3 separate regions of the Sus scrofa genome follow, and all the other regions are linked to region 1. A link is a contact called in public HiChIP or PLAC-seq and promoter capture Hi-C data. All regions are on one chromosome and are shown on one strand. Each heading gives the region's core, a stretch centred on a gene start, on an enhancer-like site or on the middle of the called end of the contact. The rest is flanking DNA. Distances are from core to core; before and after follow the strand shown.

Evidence for each region. Promoter capture Hi-C pulls out the DNA fragments that hold promoters and counts their contacts. HiChIP or PLAC-seq counts read pairs in DNA pulled down with a chosen protein or histone mark.
Region 2: a contact with region 1 is called in an H3K27ac HiChIP or PLAC-seq map of alveolar macrophages. The contact joins the promoter of MAP3K12 here to the promoter of AAAS in region 1. A contact is called at or near these places in 2 of 5 promoter capture datasets (fetal liver and liver), 12 of 47 Hi-C or Micro-C datasets (blood, embryonic fibroblasts, heart right ventricle and 5 more) and 2 of 2 datasets of contacts at active chromatin or transcription factors (alveolar macrophages and skeletal muscle).
Region 3: a contact with region 1 is called in a promoter capture Hi-C map of fetal skeletal muscle, with 5 times the contacts expected there. The contact joins the promoter of PCBP2 here to the promoter of AAAS in region 1. A contact is called at or near these places in 2 of 5 promoter capture datasets (fetal skeletal muscle and liver), 1 of 47 Hi-C or Micro-C datasets (embryonic fibroblasts) and 2 of 2 datasets of contacts at active chromatin or transcription factors (alveolar macrophages and skeletal muscle).

The regions. Positions count from the first base shown.
Region 1 is chr5:18,536,135-18,539,944 of Sscrofa11.1, forward strand. AAAS (aladin) reads right to left here and starts at 1,701. Exons shown (of 16, transcript XM_003355403.4): 1 at 1,440-1,701; 2 at 400-527. The coding sequence starts at 1,562.
Region 2 is chr5:18,715,336-18,719,145 of Sscrofa11.1, forward strand. It overlaps MAP3K12 (mitogen-activated protein kinase kinase kinase 12), which reads right to left and starts at 1,874. Exons shown (of 14, transcript XM_003126192.6): 1 at 1,488-1,874. It overlaps TARBP2 (RISC-loading complex subunit TARBP2), which reads left to right and starts at 3,253. Exons shown (of 9, transcript XM_003126194.6): 1 at 3,253-3,604. The coding sequence starts at 3,552.
Region 3 is chr5:18,672,401-18,676,210 of Sscrofa11.1, forward strand. It overlaps PCBP2 (poly(rC) binding protein 2), which reads left to right and starts at 1,794. Exons shown (of 14, transcript NM_001244512.1): 1 at 1,794-1,859.

The sequences.
Region 1 (3,810 bases), core at 451-2,950:
TGGTGTAGGCCAGCAGCTGCTGTAGCTCTGATTCAACCCCTAGCCTGGGAACTTCCACATGCTGCAGGTGCGGCCCTGAAAAAAAAAAAAGAATGACCTACACATGAGGTTATTGGCTCCAATCTTATACCTTGCTGAGTTTCAGGTAAAGGCTCTGAAAGTGATAATCACATGAGAGAGCAGGTTCACAAAATCAAACCAGAAAGGCAGGCAAGACACTGGAGATGAAATGCACAGCCTTCAGTTCCACACAAGGGACTGATGACCCAATACGCTGAATGAGAGACAGCTGTGAGCTAGAGAGGGCCAGGAAGCCCAAGGCGGAGGGAGAGGGATGGTGACCTCATTTCCTCCAGGATCTGCAGACCATGGCCCAGGAGACCCGGGGCCATGTCTCACCAAATGTTGATGCATCTCTTCCACACTTGCTCCCGGTGGTGGATGAAAGCAGTTCTTGTGCCATGGTCCAGCCTTCCGGGGGTCTTCAAGGGATCCTTGGTCAGGTTTAGGACAGGTAGATTGATCCACTGGAGCCAGAAGTGAGAGGTATAACACTGAGTTAGTCTCTTCCCCAGATCTCTACTGAACTCCCTACTGGACCTATAGCTGGGCTGAGGGGAAGAGGCCCCAGGGACCCGTTTCCAGGTCCACAAATACACTTGTGGGACTGGGAGACAGGTCTTAGCTCCCTTATCTGTAAAACTACAATAATATTTCATAGGGTTGTTGTGATTATTAAATCACATTATTAAAAGAGTTCCCATTGTGGCACAGCAGGAACAAATCCGACTAGTACCCATGAAGATGCAGGTTTGATCCTTGGCCTTACTCAGTGGGATATGGATCTGGCGTTGCCATGAGCTGTGGTGTAGGGCACAGACGTGTGTCCGATGCTGCATTGCAGTGGCTGTAGTGTAGGCCAGCAGCTGCAGCTCCAATTCAACCCCTAGCCTGAGAACTTCCATATGCCTAGGGTGCGGCCCTAAAAAGCAAAAAAACATATTATTAAAACATCTGTGGAGAACACCTGACTCGGAGCCTCCACCTTACATAGCAAAATCTCAATAAACGTCAGTTTCTCTTCCTTTTCCTTCCCAGGAAAAGCGCAGCGGAAAAACTCCCCAGGTTGCGGTTGTGCCTTCCTAGTTCTCCCAGACACCGTCTCCAACTTTTCCGAAGTTCTCTTGCACCCTCACATCCCCTACATTCACTCTCTCCGTTCCCTCTGGGCCTGCCCCACAGCTTCTCAGCATCCTTCATCCAACAATCCCACTAAAATACATTTCAGCCCTTCCATTCTTCTCCAGCGGGGCCAGACTATTTCCAGTCCTCCAGGCTGGGGACCGCAACCCCGCCCCTGTCACACAGCCTCTGCTCCCCGATTCTCTCCGACTCCGCCCCCCATGCCTGTAGGTCCCCTCCCTCCTCGCCCCGGCCACCTGGCCCCGGAAGTCAGGAGGCGGACTCTCATAGCTACTGCCTGTCACCAGCTCGTTATTGTGCTCGTATAGGGTGACTTGTCCCCTAGGCGGCGGCGGAGGGAACAACCCCAAGGAGCACATCTTGCAGGTCCCCAGGAGGTCCGGAATCAGTAAACTCGCGGATCCCGCTCCTCCGTCTCTTAGTTCCCGGGCTAGATTCGGATGCGTACGGGTAGCCGCCTGGGACAAAAGACGTTGCAAAGCTCAACGGAAGTGAGTGGAAGGGCAACGGAGAAAGAGGACGCACGCGAAGTCCCAGGACAGACTTCCGGGGCGTCCTCGCGCGCCGCCTGGCGGCCGGAGGGGGAGAGACGCAGGCAGTCCGTAGAGCCGACCCCTAGTTGAAGGTCGGAGTGTTGGTTTGCTTTGTTTTCTTTTTTTCCTATGAGACTGCTGTTTTTCCCAGTTCCGAATTCCCAAACACCGTCCCCCACTCACTCTCAGCTCTCGGAAAGCCCAAAATAAGCCACGTTCAGGGAAGTACCTAATTAAACCCTCCTAGGACTGTGGATCGCCCAGAGGAAAATACCCGCTGTGTTACGGGCAGCTAGCTGGCTGGAAAGCTGAAGGAAGGTCAGGTGGAGCGCCTTGGGAGGGAGAGTGTTGCGCTCGCCCGAAACTAGAGCCCAGAGAGTTAAGCCTCCTGGAAGGAAAAGTGGGAACAGCTGGGAAACTTAACATTTCCTGAGCACTTATTATAAGTGCTTGTATAATCTTTGTAACAACCCCATGAGGTGGGTACTGTTCTGTCACCATGAGGAAAGTGAGGCACAGGGAGATCTGACCAAAAAATACCAAAACTAGGTGTTTTTTTTTTTTTTGGTCTTTTGTCTTTTGACGGCTGCACCCGCAGCATATGGAGGTTCCCAGGCTAAGGGTTGAATCGGAACTGTAGCTGCCAGGCTACACCACAGCCACAGCCACGTGGGATCTGAGCCTTGTCTGCGACCTACACCACGGCTCAGGCAACGCTGGATCCTCAACCTGCTGAGCAAGGCCAGGGATCGAACCCGCAGCCTCATGGTTACTAGTCGGATTCGTTAACCACTGAGCCATGACGGGAACTCCTGAAACTCATATTTTAAAAAGTGAGATTGGAGTTTCCTGTGATTCAGCAGGTTAAGGATCTTGTGTTGTCACTGCTGTGGCTTGGGTTGCTACTGTGCTGCACATTCAGTCTCTGGCCCAGGAACTTGTGCCTAAACCACCAGCAGCACCCCCCCCTCCAAAAAAAAAAAGTGAGATTGATCCTACTGTAGCTACAAAGAATGGAACTAGAATTGGAGAGTCTAATACAGAATGAAGACTCCTCTTCCTTTTTTTCCTTTGGTCGTGTCAGAGGCATATGGCCATTCCCAGACCAGGGATCTAACCTGCTCCACAACAGTGACCTAAGCCACTGCAGTGACAATGGCGGTTTATTAACCTGCTGCGCCACAAGAGAACGCCTGGGGGGGGTCCTCTTCTTACAGCTGTATAACTTCAGAAAAATCATTGAATTCTTTGGGCCTCAGCTCCCTCCCTTGCAGTGTCCTAGTTATTACACATGGTTGTTTCCCGTAAAAATAATGGAAATGAAGCCATTTAATAAATTGTAAAGTGCGAAACAGATATCGGTGAGGATTAGCAATAACTCTGCCATGAACTAGGTGACCATGGGCATTGGTTCACTCATTTAACAAATTTTAATGAGCAATTCCAAGGACCAAGTTCTGAGAACACAGAATTGCATAAGGCACAGTCCCCACTCCCAAAAGCAGCCAGTCTCATTGGAGAATCCAGGAGACTTTTTTTTTTTTTTTTTGCTTTTTAGGGCCACACCCACACCACAGCATATGGAAGTTCCCAGACAGACTAGGGGTTGAATCGGAAGTGTAGCTGCCAGTCCACAGCCACAGCCACATGGGATCTGAGCCCCATCTGCAACCTATACCACAGGTCACTATATGACAACACCGGATCCTCAACTGACTGATTGAGGCCAGGGATCGAACCCTCAGCCTCATGGTTCCTAATCAGGTTCATTAACCACTGGGCCACGAGGGGAAATCCCCGGGAGTTCTGTGACTGCTCCACCTTTCTACCTGAAACGTTCCCTCCAAGAGAGTTATTCCTGGGTCAGAAAACAAGGGGCTCCAGAATGTTAATGGACAGAAGATTCACCTGAGAAACTTGTTAAAATGCAAATTTGGGGGCAGAGCTCTGAGGCTGTGGTTCCAAAAAGACCCAGGTGATACTGCACAGACAACACTGAGTATCTCCCCCGCTTAAATAGCTTACTGTCACTTGGGAATTCACAGAAAACTTAAAAAGCAGTGGAATTCCTGTG
Region 2 (3,810 bases), core at 624-3,123, 180 kb after region 1:
GATTCCCTAGTTCCTTCTTTCTCCCAGCCCAGCAGGGTGAGGTGGGACTACACGTAACAAGCCACTGGGCAAGTCCAGAGCGGTGGGTACTAGAATTTAGGGTCCTCTTCCTGGCAAAGCCAGGCTAGCACATCATCACCTCTAGGGGAAGGACTGGGAAACAGCAAAAGGTTTTTAGAGGGTTTCTGCCATCCTCAGCTGTAAGGACACCCAGGAAGTCCTGAGCCACTTCCTGCTTAAACTTCTTGCCTCCCCTGCCCATAACTGGGTTGAATTAGGGGTGGATGTTACGCATTTTCACTTGTGCTGGTGTTGGTTTTCCCAGCATCACCTGGGTCCCCGCGGTGAATGGATGGGTGGCAGCCTGGAGCAGGCAGAAGTTTTTTCCCATCCTTAAGTATTAGATAGGGGAGAGCAGGCCCTAAAGCTGAGAGGAACTTCAGCATGTGGACAGGAAGAGCCAGGGTGCACTCAGGCCCTTCCTGACTGCCCCCGACTCCCCTTCCCTTGGGGTGACCCTCTGGCTGAAAAAATGAGAGCTCCCAGAGCCATGGAATCCATCCTCTGAGTTGGAAGGAAAATGGTATTTAGAGAGACCCACAGGGTGTAATGGGAGAGAACCCTGGTGGGAGAGAGACCCTGGGTGCGCCTCCACCTGGCTGAGGACCCCTGACCCCTGCTCCTTCCAGAAGGGAGCAGGTAATGGAGCTCAAAGATGGGACTCTTCCCTCAATTCTAAGGGACTCCCCATTATTTCCTTCCACTGTCTGTAGAGCCTCTGGCCCTTTCTTTTCCCTCCCCTCAGCCAAGGCCATGGTTCCCAGGAGTTTTAACTCTGTGCAAAGGATTCTTGCTTATTTTTAAACCAAGGAGTTTGATCAGAGTGTAGGGAAAAGGGAGGAGGCTCGTGAAAGGGCTGGTCCAGGGACATGGGTTAGGGGAGGCAGAAAAACCACATAAGAATGGGGGAGGGGAGGATGACCATCACCTGGGCATCCAGGAACAGGTGCTCACTGCCTATAATCCTCAGGTGCAGCCTGCTAAGTGTGGGGGGCAGGGAGTTGGATGGGGGGCACATGAGGCCTTGTCCATCCTTCCCTTTCCTGAGGGGCCCAAACTCTTCCTCCTTCTCTCCCCCCCCCTTCTTGAGGTTGAGTGGGAGGAGAGGAGGACGCTCTCTTTCCCCCTGTCCTTTAAGTCTGTTCCCCAATCATCCCCCCACCCCCACCCATACACTCCTTTTCAGCTCTGGAGGCCCTTAGCCTCCAAGCTGGGCCGCGGCATCCCTCTGCTTGGTTCCCCTCCTTCCCATCCCCACAGGCGTCGGGTCCAGGTCCCCAGTTCCTCCATCCTCACAGTCTCAGCATCCCTGCGCCACCCTCCCCACACCCCGCCACATCTGCATCCCGACCCTCCCTCGGCACCCAGGTCCCGGGTCTCGGACCTATCCCTACCCCCAACCCTCCACAACTCGGCCCGGCTCTCACCTCGGGGGCTCCGCGGCCGCAGCACAAAAGGCGGCGCTGCTGCAGCTCGGCTCCGGATGCTGCTCCCGCCTCCTCCTCCTTTTCCTCCTCCTTCCCTCCTCCCCCCGCTGCCCTCAACCGGACCAGGGGCGCTGTCACAGGCGATGCTCGTGCGGTGTCCGGGAGCGCGGGATGTCAGCTTCAGCTTTCTTCCCCCACCCCCCGACCCCAAGCCCTGTCCTCACTCGGCTTGAACTCCTGCTCCTTCCAAGGCCCCCGCCCCCGGCCCCCCGGGACGGACACGCCCTGAGCGGGGGATGCTGCGCTGGAGCCGCCGGCCTCTTAAAGGAGCCCGCTGCTGCCATCCGGCGCGCTCCAGGCTCGTCTCTGGCCGGTCTGGGCCCCGCACCTTCCTGCTGGCGGTGACCTGGGGCGGTCCCACCTCCGGCCTTTAACCGATTCCGTAGGCGCCCCCTATGAGCGATCTTCTAAGCTCCCTGCTATACCCTGAGACAAGAGCCCCTCAGATGGGACTACCCCAGCGCTCTAGCATCGCTCCCCCCGTCATGTTGATCTTGACAGCCTTCTTTCCCCTGTCACCACTCCAGTTTCACCCACCTGGGATCCATTCAGCTCAATCCCCGTTCCCTGCTAGTGTTCCTGGATAACCCCTCATTATTACTCCAAGATTTCTCTGGACCATCATCCCCGCACCGAGCAAGTCCGTCGGTGCGGGGACTTGCTTTTCCCTGACCCATTCTCAGAACACTCATTAGATTCAGACATTTTTTCGTGATCTCTTTCTCCAAGGTCACAAGATTCTCCCTACAATCTTTCAGGCCAGTGGCTGTGAGACTTCGGCGAGGAGGGAATGAAGCTCGGGACCTCAACATCCGCCTTCTGCTCTGCACACACATTAGTCAATTAGTCTTAACAGGCCAGAATCCTCTCTTGCTCTCTCTTTAGCTGAGAGACACAAGACGCAAGGCAGAGGGAATGAGATCACCATGTGCCTTAGTCCTTCTAATCCTGTCGTCCCATTATAGCCTGATTCTCAGGCTCCATAGGGGGGTCTCCTGGTGTAGGGGAACCAGCTACAGAAAAGTTCACTAGAGCCATTCTAAAGAGGCTTTAGAAAAGAAGCGGAAACCGACCGGCTGCAGGGCAAAATTAAGGGTAAGGGAAGTGAAGGACAACCTAGGAAAAAGTAGTCGTTTCTGTGAGACGAAGGCCCGAGAGCCAGGGTTTAGGTCAGAGGCTGAGTGGAAACTGAGACAGAGATGAACTTGGACTTAAAACTGACTGGCCTGGCGCTCTGAGGGGCAGAGAATAGTCCCCTCCCGCGTGCAGGCAGGACCCACCCTCCCAGACCGCAAACAGCCAGGAACCGACAGCAGCATCACCCCTGGGCCAATCACAACCTTTTCTCAAGAAAGAGGCGGAGTCAAAGGGGCTGAGCCTTCTCTTGTCCCCGCCTCTCTAGGTGAAATAACCAATTGCAATCCACCTAGAGCAAGTAGGTCCATTCGGGAATAACCAATTGTGCTGCAAAGCTTTTCGTGAATATTTGACCCTGCCCCTCTAGTTGCGACAAAGATGACGCGCGCGAGCTCCTGGGTTCTGTAGTTTTCTTGGGATCCGGAGGCCTTCTAGCTCGAGTTCGCCCTTACGGCGCCGTCCCCCAGCCGCTGCCAATCGGCTAGTACGCACGCCCAGAGCCCCAGCCCTGGGGAGAGGCTACGCGGAGGGAAGGAGGCGGGGCGATAATAAAAACAAGCAAACGAACCAACCCCCAAACCAAAAACACATCCTCGGCTTGGGAAGCAATAGTGGAGGGGTCCGCTCCTCCCAGAAGGCGGTGCTGCCAGCCTGGGCGGACCACGCGGAGAGTTGTGGGGCGGATAGCTGTCCTCCTGATGAAGACTCATAGAGTCGGGTGGGAGGGGGACTGCATATCCCAGCATGCCCCGCGGTGGGCCCGACCGGCCGCGACTCGGGGCTTGGCCCCGGCCCTAGCTCGTCGGCGGTGTGTTGGGGCGCGTGGAGGCTACAGTCACGGTGGCGCCCGCGGGGACGGAGGAGGGAATGAGTGAAGAGGAGCAGGGCTCCGGCACTACCACGGGCTGCGGGCTGCCCAGGTGAGCCGCCTGGTACCAAAGCCCGTAGGGCGCGGAACGTGGCGTGGTGCGGAGGGAGTAGCGGCGCGGGCCCCAGCATGCACCTGGTCTGCGGGTTGTTCCCGGCAAGCACTGGGGTAGTGGACCGTGGTTCCCGGCATGCACCCCGGCAGTGGCCACTGCCTCCGGCTTTAGCTAGTTTGGGATTGGCCTGGTTCCCAGACTGC
Region 3 (3,810 bases), core at 544-3,043, 140 kb after region 1:
CCTGGGAACTTCCTTATGTCACAGTTGCAGCCCTAAAAAAAACAAACAAAAAGTTTTTTTTACATCACCACCCCTCACCTTTAAATATTTCATCATGCACCTCTTAAAATAGCATTTCTCCTACATAACCACAATTTCATTATCACACCTAAGACAATTAACAATACCTCCTAATATTAGGTAATATTCAGTTCATGTTTGAATTTCCTCAGCTGTCCCCAAAATGACTTAAAATGCTTTTTTTTTTTCTCTTCTTAGTGCTGCAACTGTGGCACATGGAAGTTTCCTAGGCTAGGGATTGAATTGGAGTTGTAGCTGCAGGCCTACGCCACAGCCACAGCAACTCGGGATCCAAGACACATCTGCGACCTACACCTCACACTGCAGCTTGAGGCAACACTGGAGCCTTAACTCACTGACCAAGGCCAGCATCGAACCCACATCCTCATGGATACTAGCTGGGTTCTTAACCCAGTGAGCCACAATGGGAACTCCTATGGCTATTTTCTTTAAAACCAGGATCCAAACAAGATCCACCATTTTCCTTTTCCAGAGAATAGGGTAGTTGTCTTGTTGAATTCCCACATTCTAGATTTGCTCATTATCTCTTCAATGTGTTTCACTTTTTCTATTACCCTTGTAAATTTCCTGTAAATTGCAAATCGGTTCTGAAGGCTTGATTAGATGAAGATCAAACACTTGCCGGGACTACTTAATAGATGATGTATGTATGTATGTATGTATGTACTTATGGCATCTCATCAAGGACTATGTCAAAGTTGTACTATTAGTGATGCAAAGTTTGATCAATTTGTAAAGTGGTGACTATCAGATCTTTAAAGTTAAAATTTGGGGGGCTTTTAGTGGGACTTGCAAATAATCTATGTGGTGATATTTGGCACTGGGAGAATATCCTGTTCCCTAACAGCGTTTCACTTAAAATTTTGATGATTGATGATGGTTGCTTGAATCATTTATTTCATTTTGGGTTAGAGAATGAATGGTGATTTTCTCTTTTATTTCTCTACATTCATCATATGGAATTCTTGTTTAAAAGTTTCCCCTTAGTACAGTTCTTCCTAAAAGAAAGGGTAAAAGCTTAATTCATTCCTTTAATTACCAATTTTCAGAGTAAGGAGTTGGTGTAAAAGTTACTTCCATTATGGCAAATTAGTTTTTTTCTCTTTTTGAATCTCACTATAGACTACTTACTGAGTTTTTCCCACCCTCTCTTGTCAGTGCCTCCTCACCCCTCCCATTTTCCCATTTCCTTTATCCATGGCGACTGCCAACTCTCTCCGTACTAACGCCTGAGCTTTCCAACCAGCCCGCTAGGGGCCACTAGTTTCCTCCCTGGCCCCTGCGCTGCCGCTCTATCCTAGACTTCGCCATCTACTACCAGTTATTGTCTCGCTGGTGCCAACGCTGTCCAAGGAGCCGCTCTAGGCTATTGGGAGGCCGTCCGCATTGCGTGAGGAAGGTTTGGACGACGCAGTCGCCTCGCCGGCCCCCGGGGCGGTTAGCGCTTCCGGGGTCGGAGGGTGCGCGGGGTTGAAAGCGGGCCGCTCCGCCCCGTCCCCCTCCCAGACCAGCAGAGGCAGCAGCCGGAGCAGCCGCAGCCTGCGCCCTCTCCCGCCCGCCCGCCCTCCGCCCGCCCGCCCGCCCTCCGCCGCCCTCCACCCGCCCCGGGGTCTCTTTCCCCCTTCCTCCTCCTCCTCCTCCACCCCCCCCTTCCTCCTCCGCCCGCCCGCGGGGCCCCCCTTGCCTTCCCGCCCGCCCCTATTGTTCCGCCCCCGGCCTCCCGCCCTTCCCCTTCCCGCCCGCTCCCCTTTTCCCCCTCAGTCGCCTCGCGCCTGCAGGTAAGCTTCAAAATTTTTCCTCCGCCCCCGGCTATAGCTGTATTTCTGCTCTTGCCATCGTTCTTAGCGGGCTCCGGTCCCCGTCACGAGCCCCGGCCTCGCGTAGTCCCGCGTGAGCGCCTTCCCTCTCACTCTGCTTGGCCGGCCATTCACGCAAGGCCCTGGCTCCGCCGAGGCCTAGTAGGCCTCGCGCAAGGCCTCCCCCCATCCCCCCGCCTTTTCCCGGTGGCGGCTGCGCAAGAGTCAAGGAGGGCGCGCGCGCGGTAGGGGGGGCGGCGGTGGATTTGTTGGTTGAGGGGGGTGGGGGAGGCGATGGCCGGCTTGCTGGCCGGGCGGGTGAGCGCGGCTCCCCGCGGGGGTCAGGCGCTGGCGCAGCCACACGAGGAGGCGCTACTAGTCCGGCCCCTCCCCCTGGATCGCAGCGCCCCCCCCCGACCGAACCGTTTATTTATTTTTTTTCCTCTTTTCTAGTGGAGGGATGGGGGGTGCATTTTTTAGGTGGAAAATGCTTGGATGACCAAGGAGAAGGGGGCTGCGGAGTTCAAGGGTGGACGGGCTCCCAGTTACCGAGTTATTCAGGACGTTGTCTCGGGGTAACGAATTTTGAAATTACAAAATGCCTGCCGCTATAGACCCAGACAGAGCTATTTATAGGAGAAGGGGTAATGTACTGCAGGATTAACTGCTGGATTCCTGGGATTGGATACACTTACATTGACCTAGTCAGGAGAGAAATATGACAGGGATTTCTTGGATGATTTAGAGTTGGAAATGCTTCTTTCTGCCTTACCTCAAGAAATGGCTCCAGATATTTCAATATTCTTGCCCTTTCGAACTTGCATTTATTGTGGTATTTGTCAAGTGCTTCTGTTGTATGTTAGTAGCTATAAGGAATTAAACTGCCAAATTTTTACCGTGTCTTATTTTTTTAAAATGTCGTTCTTACAGACCTAATAATGTCTCCCCCCCATCCCCACCCCCAGCACTCTTGTTTTTCCATGAGTGAAAAGTGTTGAATGCTGGTATTTTTCCAGCAATTAATTATATTCTGAAACCGGGGGAATGAGGTGCTTTGGGGATGCAAAGCCCATCTTTTAAGTAATCACACACTTGAGGTAACCATGGAGCAGCTTGCTATATACAGAATGGTCTGGCAGCCACTTAAACACTTTTAATATTTAGGATATGGTCCTAGAGCAAAGTTAAAACAGTGGCTGGTTATGTGAAGAGGGAAAACTTAGCTGTAGGAGAGAGATCATTGATGTTTTGAAGGGCTGGATACTAAAAATGTCACTGGAGAAATTTCACAACTTTGGGGAGATTATTTTTAAAGCTAAGGTTGTTAAGTAGTAAGGAGGTGTTGTAGGCTAAGCTATATACGAAAACATTGTTTCTACATGTCATCAATTAAAGCAGAAAGGTTAGGAACATTAGAGGGTAGGGTGGGGAAAAGGCTTCATTTGGTAGGAAAGGCTCATTACTTCTATGGCCTTAATACGTTTTTAGCAATACCAGTTATTTTGATTGTTTTCTTTGGAAGAAAATTTAAGATTTAGTAGAGTTGAATAAAGATTGCGTGGTAACAGGTTAATAACAGAAAGAAGGAAAATTTTCAACTCTTGAGGCACTATCAAGTTGGTTTGGGAAAAGAGGGCTCAGGCTGCACTTAATGTATTGAGTCATTTCTCAAAAAGGAATATGGAACCCCAGCTTGCATAGAAGGCATTTCAGATAATACTTTTTTCATTGAGGTGGTTGATTTAAATCTTTTGAAAATTATTTGGTGACATCTACTGACATTCAGCACTGTAATATAAGCTAAATCTTAATTTCTTTATGTAGAAATTGCTGCCAGTAAGAATATTTACATGTGTCCTCACTAGATTCCAGTGTGAGCCTAACAAGGAAGCGAAAGGTTGCTTCCCTCACTGTAGTTGGTTAGAGTTTTGCC